Regions from separate parts of the Mus musculus genome. Here all the other regions are linked to region 1. A link is a contact called in public HiChIP or PLAC-seq and promoter capture Hi-C data. All regions are on one chromosome and are shown on one strand. Each heading gives the region's core, a stretch centred on a gene start, on an enhancer-like site or on the middle of the called end of the contact. The rest is flanking DNA. Distances are from core to core; before and after follow the strand shown. Region 1 holds the start of Adamtsl5 (ADAMTS-like 5). Region 2 holds the start of Zbtb7a (zinc finger and BTB domain containing 7a). Region 3 holds the start of Timm13 (translocase of inner mitochondrial membrane 13). Region 4 holds the start of Gng7 (guanine nucleotide binding protein (G protein), gamma 7).

Evidence for each region. HiChIP or PLAC-seq counts read pairs in DNA pulled down with a chosen protein or histone mark. Capture Hi-C pulls out chosen DNA fragments and counts their contacts.
Region 2: a contact with region 1 is called in an H3K27ac HiChIP or PLAC-seq map of microglia, with 11 times the contacts expected there. The contact joins the promoter of Zbtb7a here to the promoter of Adamtsl5 in region 1. A contact is called at or near these places in 4 of 115 datasets of contacts at active chromatin or transcription factors (bone marrow-derived dendritic cells, bone marrow-derived macrophages, microglia and 1 more) and 1 of 9 other capture datasets (liver).
Region 3: a contact with region 1 is called in a promoter capture Hi-C map of liver, with 2.6 times the contacts expected there. The contact joins the promoter of Timm13 here to the promoter of Adamtsl5 in region 1. A contact is called at or near these places in 2 of 115 datasets of contacts at active chromatin or transcription factors (bone marrow-derived macrophages and pancreatic cancer cells) and 2 of 9 other capture datasets (adipose tissue and liver).
Region 4: a FOXA1 HiChIP or PLAC-seq map of pancreatic cancer cells shows a contact between it and region 1. The contact joins the promoter of Gng7 here to the promoter of Adamtsl5 in region 1. A contact is called at or near these places in 2 of 39 promoter capture datasets (fetal liver and liver), 2 of 115 datasets of contacts at active chromatin or transcription factors (bone marrow-derived macrophages and pancreatic cancer cells) and 1 of 9 other capture datasets (liver).

What each region holds. Positions count from the first base shown.
Region 1 is chr10:80,347,016-80,349,942 of GRCm38.p6, reverse strand. Adamtsl5 (ADAMTS-like 5) reads left to right here and starts at 1,495. Exons shown (of 13, transcript NM_001285435.1): 1 at 1,495-1,587; 2 at 2,318-2,386.
Region 2 is chr10:81,134,838-81,137,640 of GRCm38.p6, reverse strand. It overlaps Zbtb7a (zinc finger and BTB domain containing 7a), which reads right to left and starts at 1,370. Exons shown (of 3, transcript NM_010731.3): 1 at 942-1,370.
Region 3 is chr10:80,899,587-80,902,297 of GRCm38.p6, reverse strand. Timm13 (translocase of inner mitochondrial membrane 13) reads left to right here and starts at 1,329. Exons shown (of 3, transcript NM_013895.4): 1 at 1,329-1,674; 2 at 1,748-1,816; 3 at 2,039-2,711. The coding sequence starts at 1,555. The coding sequence ends at 2,137. It overlaps Lmnb2 (lamin B2), which reads left to right. Exons shown (of 12, transcript NM_010722.5): 12 at 1-935.
Region 4 is chr10:81,013,475-81,016,349 of GRCm38.p6, reverse strand. Gng7 (guanine nucleotide binding protein (G protein), gamma 7) reads left to right here and starts at 1,425. Exons shown (of 4, transcript NM_010319.3): 1 at 1,425-1,494.

The DNA.
Region 1 (2,927 bases), core at 246-2,745:
TGCATGCCTACTGTATACCAGAACAGAACTCCTACTGCACGGGCCCCTCTCTCTCCCTAACACGGTCCTCATCTTTGCTTTGCTGAGGTCCCTTCCTTTCACAGCAGGACGTCAGGATTGTCTCTCATTCTCCTGCTGACCCTGGCTAGGCCACCCTTGCCTCTAGCCCCTTTAGTGGTTATATGTTCTGTAGGGGTTCTCCTCACAGCCCATGCCTGGCCTTAGCATCTTTTCTTCAACAGGATGATGGGTGTCAGAAATCGGAGTCATGGCCATGCATGGCCACCTCCCCACACTGGGCTTGGCTGCTGGGCCATAGCTGTGTGCACACAGTGACTTGCATAATAATGTCACGGAGTGGTCACACTCAGAGATGTTTCCAGCGGCTGTCCTGTGCTGAGCCCTGTCCAGAGGACCTCCCTGAGGCAGGTGTATACAGCAGACACTGTCCTCTATGTGTAGTAAATACTGCAGGCAGTCTGCTTTTCAGGGAGTGCATACAGCAGGCACCGTGCCCTGTGAGGAAAGCGGGCCAGAGGTCAGCCAGGTGGGCTTCCTAGAGGAGGCGAGTTCAGCGCCCAGGAATAGCATGGTCCACACAGCACTGATCATCGCAGTGCGGCGTCCTTCTGCCCGGCTGCCGGGAGGCTACACGAAGGCGATGGGGTCAGGGGGTCCACAAGAGGCTGGCAGAGTGCCGGGAATGGGAAACTGAGGCGGAGGGCTTGAGGCCAAAACCAGTGGAGAGAAGCAGCACTGGCGTCCAGGCCTAGAGGGCGGGACCGGGTGGAGCATTGGTGACGGCAGCGCCTGGGAATGTGGGGCAGGGAGGGTCCCTCCGCCCCCAGCGGGCGCGCGGGGCCTCGTGAGGGGATGCTTGGGACTCGAGTGAGGAGTCGGGGGGCGGGGGGGGTGGAGATGCGAACCAAGGCAGGAAGGTCTAACTGGGGAATGATGTGGACCAGCGTGGAGAGGTCTAATTGGGGGTAACAGGGACGGGGTGGGAAGTCCCAGTTGCAGGGATGATGGAGACCTGGGTTGGGGTCCCAGGGATTGTTGGGACAGAGCTAGGAGCCTGGCCTGAGTGGGTGATGGGGATGAGGAGAGGAAATCTGGCGTATCTGGCTGCGGGGTGCTACGGAGCAGGACGGGGTACTGAGAGTGAGAGGGCGCCCTGGCATGGACTATCCCACCCCAAGCCCCAGCGCTAGGCACATTCCCTGGCCCTGAGCGCGGCGCCCGGAATAGCAGTCCAGTCACCCCCGCGCACCGCCCCGCAGCTGCACTTCCCAAGGTCACTGGCACCCAGGATATCAGGACCAACGCTGGGCCGCTGAGCTGCGCTGTCAGACACAGTAGGTCAGCCCCCTGCCGCAGGTCCGGGCCCAACGCGTGCGCCCTCTCCTGCCGCACGAGGGCGCCCTTGGCCTGCGCCCTCGGTGACCCCAGCCTGGGCGCGCCTAGGAGGCCCGGGTGGGAGGGATCGACCGAGTTCGCAGTCCCGCACTTTGGGGCCCCGCCGCTTCCGCCAGTCCCCGGGGCGTCCCGGGGAAACTTGGACGTATTGCCTTGGGCTCTCAGCAGATGGTAAGTCCCTCTTCCCATCCTGCCACTATTCCACCCGGTGTGGCGGCGGGGATGAGATTGGTTTCTTTCCCTGCTCGGAGCGAAAGCAGCAATCCCTAGGATGGTGGGTGAGTTTGGGGGTCGCACTTCCTACGGGATGGGACTGAAACTCAGGAGACCGACACCCCAGTGACTGGTGCACCAATGCGGGAGAGGGATGCAGTGCTAGATGCGGTGCTCGGGAGAGGGCATTGACAGACATGGGTAGGAGCCCCCCTCACGAAGGGGGTTATGAGATGGCCTTCCCCAGCCTCCTTCTTCCTTCCTTCCCGGGACAGCCCAGTTTCTGGGCCCGCAGAAGGAAGGGTCCGGCGAGTGTCTTGAAGCAGTTCCCGTGAGTTTCCAATTTACAGCCATCTCGGTCCCAAGGTGTCCTAAAGGACATCAGATTGGCTGACAACCGGAGAGACCCTGGTTCCAGCCGGGCCGGGGTACTTTTGTCCTCCTTACCCCTTTTTCAGGTACCTGGACCCTGTGGGCTGCAGATCTTTGAGAGCCCGTGTGCCCTTCAGAGAGCCTGGCCCGGGCCCAGAAGGGACTCACTTCATCTTGGTTCCCTTCCCTCCTGGCTGGTCTTGCCAGGCTGGGATCACGAGGAGGAGGGCGTCGGCTGAGAATGACTTCATCCGGTCTCTACAGTTGGGGAAACTGAGACCTCCACTCAGCCCCACCCTGCTCTTCTTGTCCGCAGATCCTCTAGGCACCGCAGCCCGCAGCTCTGGCAGATGAGACCATGACCCACGTGTTGGCAGGAGGCCAGGTCAGCCGCCCAGCGCCTGCCACGGGGTGGGGTTGGGGGTGGGGAGGAGGTCCCTTAGGCTATGGGGTACCTGGGAGCACAGCGGTCCCCAGAGGCTGGGGGGCAGCTGGGAGGGGGACATCCATTCCACCCTGAGTTTCTGGATGAGCCTCCATTAATTATCCCTCTACAGGCTCTCAGAGACTCAGGGATGGGGTTCCGCGGGTTTTCACTGCACAGATGGGGAAACCGAGGCCTGGAGAAATGGAATGGTTGGTTCCTGGCCACCCAGGAAGGTAGATGAAAGGGGTGACTAAACTTGCAGCCACCTAAAAACTGTCCTTAAAGGATTCCTTGTGCATTATAAAAGAACACACTGGGGCTGGTGAGATGGCTCAGTGGGTAAGAGCACCCGACTGCTCTTCCAAAGGTCCTGAGTTCAAATCCCAGCAACCACATGGTGGCTCACAACCATCCGTAATGGGATCTGACTCCCTCTTCTGGAGTGTCTGAAGACAGCTACAGTGTACTTACATATAATAAATAAATAAAAATCTTTAAA
Region 2 (2,803 bases), core at 121-2,620, 790 kb before region 1:
GACCGCCACCGGCCCCGGGCGAGGGAGCCGCGGAAGCTCCGCCTCTTCTGCATAAACCCCGCCCCTGCACGCAGGCCCCGCCCAAACGCAGGCTCCACCCCCATGCAGCGCCGCGCCGGACGATTTCTAGTATCCATTGGCCCTCAGGTCTGCCACTCACCGCCCCTCCTCCGCAACGCCCCTCCCTGACCCGCCGCTATCGCGAGGCACTCTGGGATTTGTAGTTTATTCTCCAAGGCCACCTTCCAAAACAACAAGCACTGAAGATAAGCGAAAGAACTACAGAGCCCAGGAGAACCGCGACGACGCGCCCGCCTCCCAGACACTCCACCCCTCACCCCTTCCCTCCGCCTCTCTCGGGCCTTTTTTTTTTTTTTTTTTTTTTTTTTTTTTTTTTTTTGCAAAGCCCCCCTCCCTGTTTTGTCAGCCCCCTCCCCCCCTCCGCCAAGGCGCTCCATCCTGGCCAACTCCAACGTCTGCGCGCAATCCCGGATAGGCCTTCCCCGCCCCCCGCTTGCCCACTACCACTCGGAAAGGGGAGCGGCGCGCCCCGGGCCCTATTGCAAACTTAGCACGCGACGCACCCCTCAGCCCCCACCTTCGCCTTCGGTGAGGCCCGGCTCCCCTCCCCCGCGGGCCGCGCGCCGGGAACCCTGAGGCCGTGCCGCCCGAGTAGGGAGGAGGGATCGGGAGCGGGCTTGTGCCCTTCGCCCCGGAGGGACCCGGGCGGAGCCCCCCCGCCTCCCGACTCCTCTTCGGCTCTGGCCGGGCAATCTTGGTCTCCAGAACCCCTGAGCTACGGAGGCGCCCCAGATCCCCCATCCAGTCCGTTCCGCTCCGTACGGGCTCTCGGGGTGCGCACTGCGCCCCCGGCCGCGTCCCCACCCTGCAAGGAAATTAAAAAGGAAAGAAAGGAAAAAAAAAAGAAAAACAAAACCCACCTCTCCGGGAGAGGAGTCCCCTTCAGCCCGGGCAGCTTACCTCGCGGGGACCCGAGCCCGGAGGACGCGCGATCGGGGCAGCCCGCGGCGCGGACCTCGCTCGGGCGGGCGGCGGCGTCACTGCCCCTACAGTAGCCGTACAGTACGCAAAGCCCCGTATGATGCTCGCGACTCCCTTCCTGGTTTGTCCGAGGGCAAGAGGGGTCCTCCCTCGTCTTAAAGGTGCCGCAGCGCCGGCACCCCCACGCCCAGCCCGCCCCCCCGGCCACCGCGGCCAGAACAGGCTCTGCAGGTCGGCTCTTGCCACGTCCCGCGGGGCTGCGCCGCGAGAGCAGATCGGGCTGCGATTAGGGATTTGGGGGTGCCGGGCGGGCGGGGGGCGCAGCCCCGACCCATCGGCCCCTCCCCTGGCAAGCCCGTGACCTCTCCGCCCCGTGCGCGGCGCCGTGCCAGCCTGCTGGCTTATCTACGGCCCGGAGCACCCCAGGGTGCTGGGGGCGGGCAAGAGGGGCCCCTCGGGTTCAGGGGGTGGGGGCCGCAGATAAACAGCCCCGGCCTGTGCGCGCAGGGCGGGGTTCAGGGGGCGCGGGCTGTGCCCCCGAAGCCCGGGGCGGGGCGGGACCGGGTTGGCAATGGGGGCGGGAGTGCGGTGCGCACCCGGAGGACTGGGTGCCGGGGCGTAAGGGGCCCTCTGGCCCAAGGAGCTGAGATGAAGGCGAGGAAGTGACGGTCCCTTGCCTCACACCTCTCTCCAAGGCCACCAGGGCGCTGCCATGGTACCGCATCTCCCTTCTCTGAGCCTCAGTTTCCCCAAATAATGCAAGGAATCGAAAGGAGAAGAAAAGGTCTGTTGCAAGGTCGGCGAGGTTGCATCGGCGCTCCTGTCATCCTTGGCCTCAGTTTACCCAAGTAGTGCAAAGAACCCAGGAAAGGAAGAAAAAAGATCAGAGTCTGCATTTGAGCTCCAGGTCCCCTAACCCCCACATAAACCTCAGTTTACTCAAACTGCGAGGAACCCAGAGTTTGCAAGTACAGCTAGGTTGCTTTAGAGTGTCGGGTCTCCGTCCACCCCCGCCCCCATCTGCGCCTTAAATTACCAAAGCCATACCAGGGACCCCCCAGGGGAAGACTTGCAGGGCCGCGAAATGTCAGCTGAGCTCGGGGGTCCCGCCCTCACCGGTGCAGCCAGCCAGCAAACCTGCCGCCCCGCGATTACATAAAACAGTCGCCTCCACCCGGCTGTGCCAGGGGCGTAGCGCGGGGAAGGGGTTGGCGAGGGGCGGGGAAGGACGGTTGTTTTCCAGGCCTTGTAATTTTCCCCGCAGCCGGCTGGCTGGCCCGGCTGGTGTGGGGCGTGGACCCGGACCCTCGCAGGGGCGCCGCACAGCTCCGCAGGACAGAGGTGGGAAGTAGGAAAGTGCGAATCCAACCCTGCGTTTTCTGTTTTCTTTCTTTCTTTCTTTCTTTTTTTTTCACCCCCTTGTCCTTTTCTCTCCCACTTCCTCTCTGGTCGTGGGAGAGGTCTGGAGAGGGAGGGGAAGGCAGAGGAGGGGACAGGCGACATCCCGGTTCACCAGGCCTGCTGGGTTCGGGTTCCAGCACGCCACAGCCACCAGACGACCTGACTGTGGATCTGGCTCTGGGGAGGGGGCGGAGCGGGGAGTTAGAACCAGCGCCTGGCCTCAGTTTCCCCTTCAGTTCCCCTTCGTATGGAGACTGGCCATCCTTGCTTTAGCTTTAAGTGTGTCTGTCACAATATGAGATGTCAGCCTCCAAATGCCCGGTCCTTAATTTAGTTATTTTTCATTCATTGTTATTTCTGTTGTTGATAATATTTACAAACTGCCCCAGGTCGAAGGGAG
Region 3 (2,711 bases), core at 80-2,579, 550 kb before region 1:
GACCAAGGAGGAGCGAGTTCACACATGGGACGACGCCTCCCATCCTAAGACTGAAGGGGACAGGCAAACCGTGGGCGTTGTGCCTTCAGGAGCAAAGGCTGCAGGTTCCCAGCCAGTGACTGCTCACATGAGTGTGGCCACACTAGCTATGCTCCTGGCCTCTCCTGTATGAATACTGTGTGGCCCCTCTGTGCCCCACCTCGATGGCAAGGCCTGGAAACTTGCTTCCCTGCAACTTAGTGCCAGGAGCCAGCCAGTTTCACCTGTCACCTCCCCACCACTGACACATGGTATTTTTTTAAAGAATATTTATTTTTTTACATCGGTCAGTAACGCAGCTCACTGGGATGATGCTCTGGGGGTTCAGGCCTGGAGCTGCCACAACTGGCAGCTTCCTTTACTGAGCTAGGGCGAGTTCTTTCTCTCTCCTGGCACAGCTGATGGTAGGAAGAGTCCAGGCCTAGTCTTCCCCCAAGGCAAGAGCTCTTGGCCACAGGATGCCACCACTGCCACCAACCTCCAGAACCCACCAGCCACCTCCTGCTTCTAGATACCTCCGTTTTCTTTGTGACCGGCGTTGGATCCTGGATAGTTATGGCTGGCTGCAGTCACTGCGCAGCTCTGCTGCCTTGCCCACAGGGCAGGTGTACTCTGCACTGGAGCTAGCTTCCTTGTATTTGAGGAGCAGGTCTAGAGTAATCTGCAGGTCCTCAGGGGTCTGTTTCTGGCCCTGGCTAGGTGAGATGGTTACCGGAGTGGCACTGCTGCTGGGGAGCCGCCGGCACTGCGCACATCGCTCAGCTCTACAGATTGTTTCTTTTATAAGATGCATGCCAAACGTGTGTTCCACCTTTTCTTTTACGCCTATGATTTGTAATATACATTTTACAACTGGAAACTTTTGTATACTCAAATAAACATTGACTTTAACTGCAGCCTCAGAGTAGATCTTCAGATTAAGATAGGAGCAGCAGGCTGGTAAGATGGCTCAGTGGGTAAGAGCACCGGACTGCTCTTCCGAAGGTCCGAAGTTCAAATACCAGCAACCACATGGTGGCTCACAACCATCCGTATAACTTTAAAAAAAAAACATATTAAAAAAAAAAAAAAAAAGCAGCGAGGATTTTATATTGTACGCATGCGCAGCGGGGAGGTCCAGGACAAAATGACCCTGGTCCAGCCCTTGCCAGGGCGTCAAAAGTCAGTGGGCTCACGCGGGAAGTTGCACAGCCTTCTGGGAATTGTGGTTCGGGTTTCCTTCCTTTCTAGAAGCCAAAGGACAGTGCTTAGGGACGGCGCGCACAGCCTTGTGGGAGCAGGAGTTTGCAGTTTCCCATAGAGCCTCCGAGGTCAGAGTGCACGGCGCGCACGGGTTTGTGGGAGGTGTAGTTTAACTTGTTTCCATGGTGACTCAGGCCGCAGCTTTGTCAGACTGCTGACGACGCGCGCTGCCTTGTGGGAATCGACTCAGCCTCTGTTTCCCGTGGTGCCCCGGCTTGGCTTCCGGGGCGTATGGTCGGTGTGCGCGACCGTGGCCCGGTTGACTGAGCAGCCATGGACAGCGGCTTCGGCTCGGATTTTGGCGGCACGGGTGGCGGGAAGCTGGACCCGGGGGCCATTATGGAGCAGGTGAAAGTGCAGATCGCCGTGGCCAACGCGCAGGAGCTGCTCCAGGTGCGGGGCGCGCCGGGGTTGGTGGCGGGGTTCCCCGGGTGAGTCCCCGCTGAGACCTCGCGTGTGTCCACAGAGAATGACGGACAAGTGTTTCCGGAAGTGCATCGGGAAGCCCGGGGGCTCCTTGGATAACTCGGAGCAGGTGAGACATCTCGGGAACCCGGGGTGGTGAGGGGCGCGGGGTCAGGAGCGTCTAGGAGGTTGAGAGATGTGCGCGTGCGCGGCCTCTAGCCTTAGCTACTGAGGAAGTTGTGCGCGTGCGCGGGGTGAGGACCCGGCTTCTGTGCCTAGATCGGTGCAGCCTTCATGGGTGATCCTCGGGTCGTGTGACCGTCAGTCAGGGATCCCCCTCCACGCTTTGCAGAAATGCATCGCCATGTGCATGGACCGCTACATGGACGCCTGGAATACCGTGTCCCGCGCCTACAACTCTCGACTGCAGCGGGAACGAGCCAACATGTGACCGGGACCTGTGCCTCGGGACACCGTGCTTATGGTCTGAACTGTTTTCCCTGCCAGTTAGGGTGTCTCCTCCTAGCCGCCCTGAAGTCTGGCAGCATGGAGGGCTTGGGGATCGAGGCCTCTCCCCTGGGTTGCTGCGTCCAGCTCAATCTCAGAAGAGAGTGAGGACCCGACAGAGCACAGGGATCTGGCTGGCCCCACTGACCTGTGACCTCAGGAGAGCAGGCCAATAAATCGCTGCTGGGGCAGTAAAGCAGGCGTGTCACCTCACTGCTTCAGGTCCCTTCCCCTGAGTAGGCCCAGACCTCCCAGGGTATCTTTCCCCTTGGGGTCAGTGGGCTGCTGGCTCTCAGGGAATTCGGAGCATGATCTCAGGTGTTTGGTCATCCCGGGGAGACCAGCCGAGGTTAAGAAGCAAGGCTTCATGTAGCCTTCACCTATCATGCATGAGGCCCAGGGTGCTGACCTTAACTCTGAATAAACCAAGTGTGGTGCACACCTGTCTGCCCAGCACTTGAGGGTGGGTTAAGTGTGGAGGCAAGAGGATTGGTACATGAGATTTGGTCAATTTGGTC
Region 4 (2,875 bases), core at 176-2,675, 670 kb before region 1:
TTAGTTTTTGAAACAGGGTCTCATGTTGCCTACAATGGCTTCAAACTCACCCATGTAGCCCAAACTGAACTCAAACTTGGGGCAGTCCTCCTGCCTCATCTTCTCAAGTGCTGGAAGATAGCCCAACTCTGCATCTACCAGGTGAACCACAAACAGTAGTAGGGTCTGGGGACAGCCTGGATGGGATGTGCCAGGGAAGAACACTGAAGAAAGGTTCTGGGCTTTCTCTGAATATAAAGTGCAGTGTTTGTGTGTGTTTGTGTGTGTGAGCACACGTGCATGTGTGTGCCTGTCTGTGCATGTCTGTGGTGGGGGCATTCATATGTGTGTGCATGTATGTGTGTGGATGTGTGTGTGGATGATAGCCAGGTTCCTTCAGGAATGACAAGAGTCCAGGGAGCCGAGCCAGTAGATTGTCTGTCACAGAATGTCAGTCCACACCAGAATCCTGAGGTCACCCACCCAGGGGCTGCACTGGTCTTTCCCTGGGATGGCTGTTACCTGCAGGGATGTTCCAGATGTCTCTGAGGTCACCAAGAAAACTTGTAGAGAATGCAGACCCATGGGCTGGGGCTTCCAGCATGAGTCCCTGGTGCCACTGCCCCCACTGGAGAGTCAAAGTCATCCTCTCCTGCATGGTGAGTTCAAGGCCAGCCTGGGCGGTTTACTGTGACCCTGTCTTAAAATATATATATATGGCTGAAGTTATAACCCAAGCCAAGTACTGCAAAAGCCAAAAAAAAACCCAAGTAACAGAGAGAATAGAAAAAACCGGAGATGAACATCAGAATACAGAAATGATAAACAAGCAAATAAAAAATCAGTATTTCCTCACTATCCTGGGTCTCTGCTCGGGATTCAAACTCGTTCCTTGAAAACCACAAGGGAGCTTCCTGTCCCTGGCTCCCATGGGGTTTTTTGACTGGACCTTGCTGTTCTGTTAGATCTGGGCTGAGATGGGGAGTTTGATCGGTGTTTTCTTACTGCTAAAATGATGCTCAGCGGAAGATGAATATTATCACAATATGGGATACAAATGTATGCAAACGTCATAATGAAACTCATTATACCATACAATAAATACACACCAATAAAATAAACTCGAAAATCCAAACAAAACAAAGCCTGACTTAGTACATGCCTAACGTTAAGCAGCTTCTCCTCAGAGAGGCCCCTTTGATTGCACCATTGATTGCCAATCTTTAGACGCATAACCCCGCCCTCCAGCTAGTGAATGGCCCGTGGAGACGCCATTCCTGGGTTTGGCCCGCCCACTCGAGCCCGAAGCCCCGCCCTGCCCCCAAGGCTAAGCCTACCAGACTGTCGGCCCTAGGCTCCTCCTCTGGACCAACCTCCGCCACCTTGGCTTCTGATTGGTCCGAATGCTACAGAGGCTCCGCCCTCATCGCGGGAGACCCCGCCCCATGGAAGAGCCCTCTCTAGGCCCCGCGGTGCGTTCGGCTGTGCGGCTGCTGAGACACTGGCTGGAGGCAGGTGAGCTCCGCATGCTGAAGAGACTCGGGGTGTATCGGGGAGGAGTGGGCTGCCTCAGAGAGGACGGGGGCAGCCCAGAGAAGTGGGGTGAAGTCAGACAAGAGTGGGGTGCAGTCAGAGAGAGTTGGGGTGCAGTCAAAGAGGAGTGGGGTGCAATCAGGGAGGAATGGGTGGCAATCAGTTATGGAGGAGTGGGGTGCAGTCAATTAGGGAGGAGTGGGGTACAGTCATACAAGACTGAGTTTGGTGCAGTCAGATACGTATTGGGTAAGGTGACAGGAGTGTGGTGTAGTCAGGGGAGTGGCGTACAGTCAGGAGAAGTGGGGTACAATAAGGGAGGAGTGAAGTGAAGTCAGACAACAGTGGGATACAGACAGAGAAGAATGGAGTTCAGTCATGGAGAAGAGGGGTGCAGTCAGGGAGGAGTGGGGTGCAGTCAAGGAGGAGTGGGGCACTACCTGTTTGCTGTTTGGTTGCACACAGTACCAACACCTTGGAGACAAAGACATAGAGCAGGGGGAAGGTACCTGTGTGTCCCTCTCAGGGACTCAGGGTACATAGGCTTAGATCTTGGGGTGCACAAGGCTCCAGTGTTGACTGACTGTTTCAGAAACTTCCTGTGGGAGTGTTAGGGGCAATAGTGTTAAGGTGTGTGGGCAGCTCTCCACTGCGGGGGTGGGATGGGGTGGGGGTAGGGGCGAGGTGGGAGAGAGGGTGACGGTGGCTGGCTGGGGGACCTCTTGTTATAGCACTGAAACTGTTGCCAGGTGTCAGGGAACCAGGCACCAAGTTCACCGGTTTGCAGCTGCAGACAGGTCTAGTGCTCTCAGTGGCTTTGGGACTCTGCTTTGATCTGTTAGCTGCTGTCCCTCAGTCCTCAGTCCCCCCTACCTCCTCATGAGGGCAGGGCAGCTAGCCCTGGGTAGGCTCCCTGCAGTATCTGCCAGGGAAGATATGTGTTAAGGCCATTCTGGTGCAAGCTGTCACAGAAAGACTATGAGGAACCCCCCTTGACTCCCACCATCCTGGGGTGCAAATGAGAATCTCTACCCCGGTGGTGGCAGGCGTGCTCTCCCAGTCCTTAGGAAACTGAGGCAGAAAAATGGAAAATTTGAGGCTAGCTTAGGCTACATAGTGAGTTCCAGGACAGCCACGACTGCAGAGTGAGACACTGTCTCAAAAACACCACAGTCAGCTTGCAGTTTAGTGTAAGATTGTCTCTGAACTTGGGTGACTCTGCTGTGCAGGGAACACTGGGTAACATCTAGGGACATGTGTAACTTTCTCAAATCAGGGAGGAGGTCCTGGCATGCAGTGTGGAGCCTAAGACTGCACAGTGCCTTGCAGGGCCCATAGTGTCCCACAGACAATGAACAGGCCC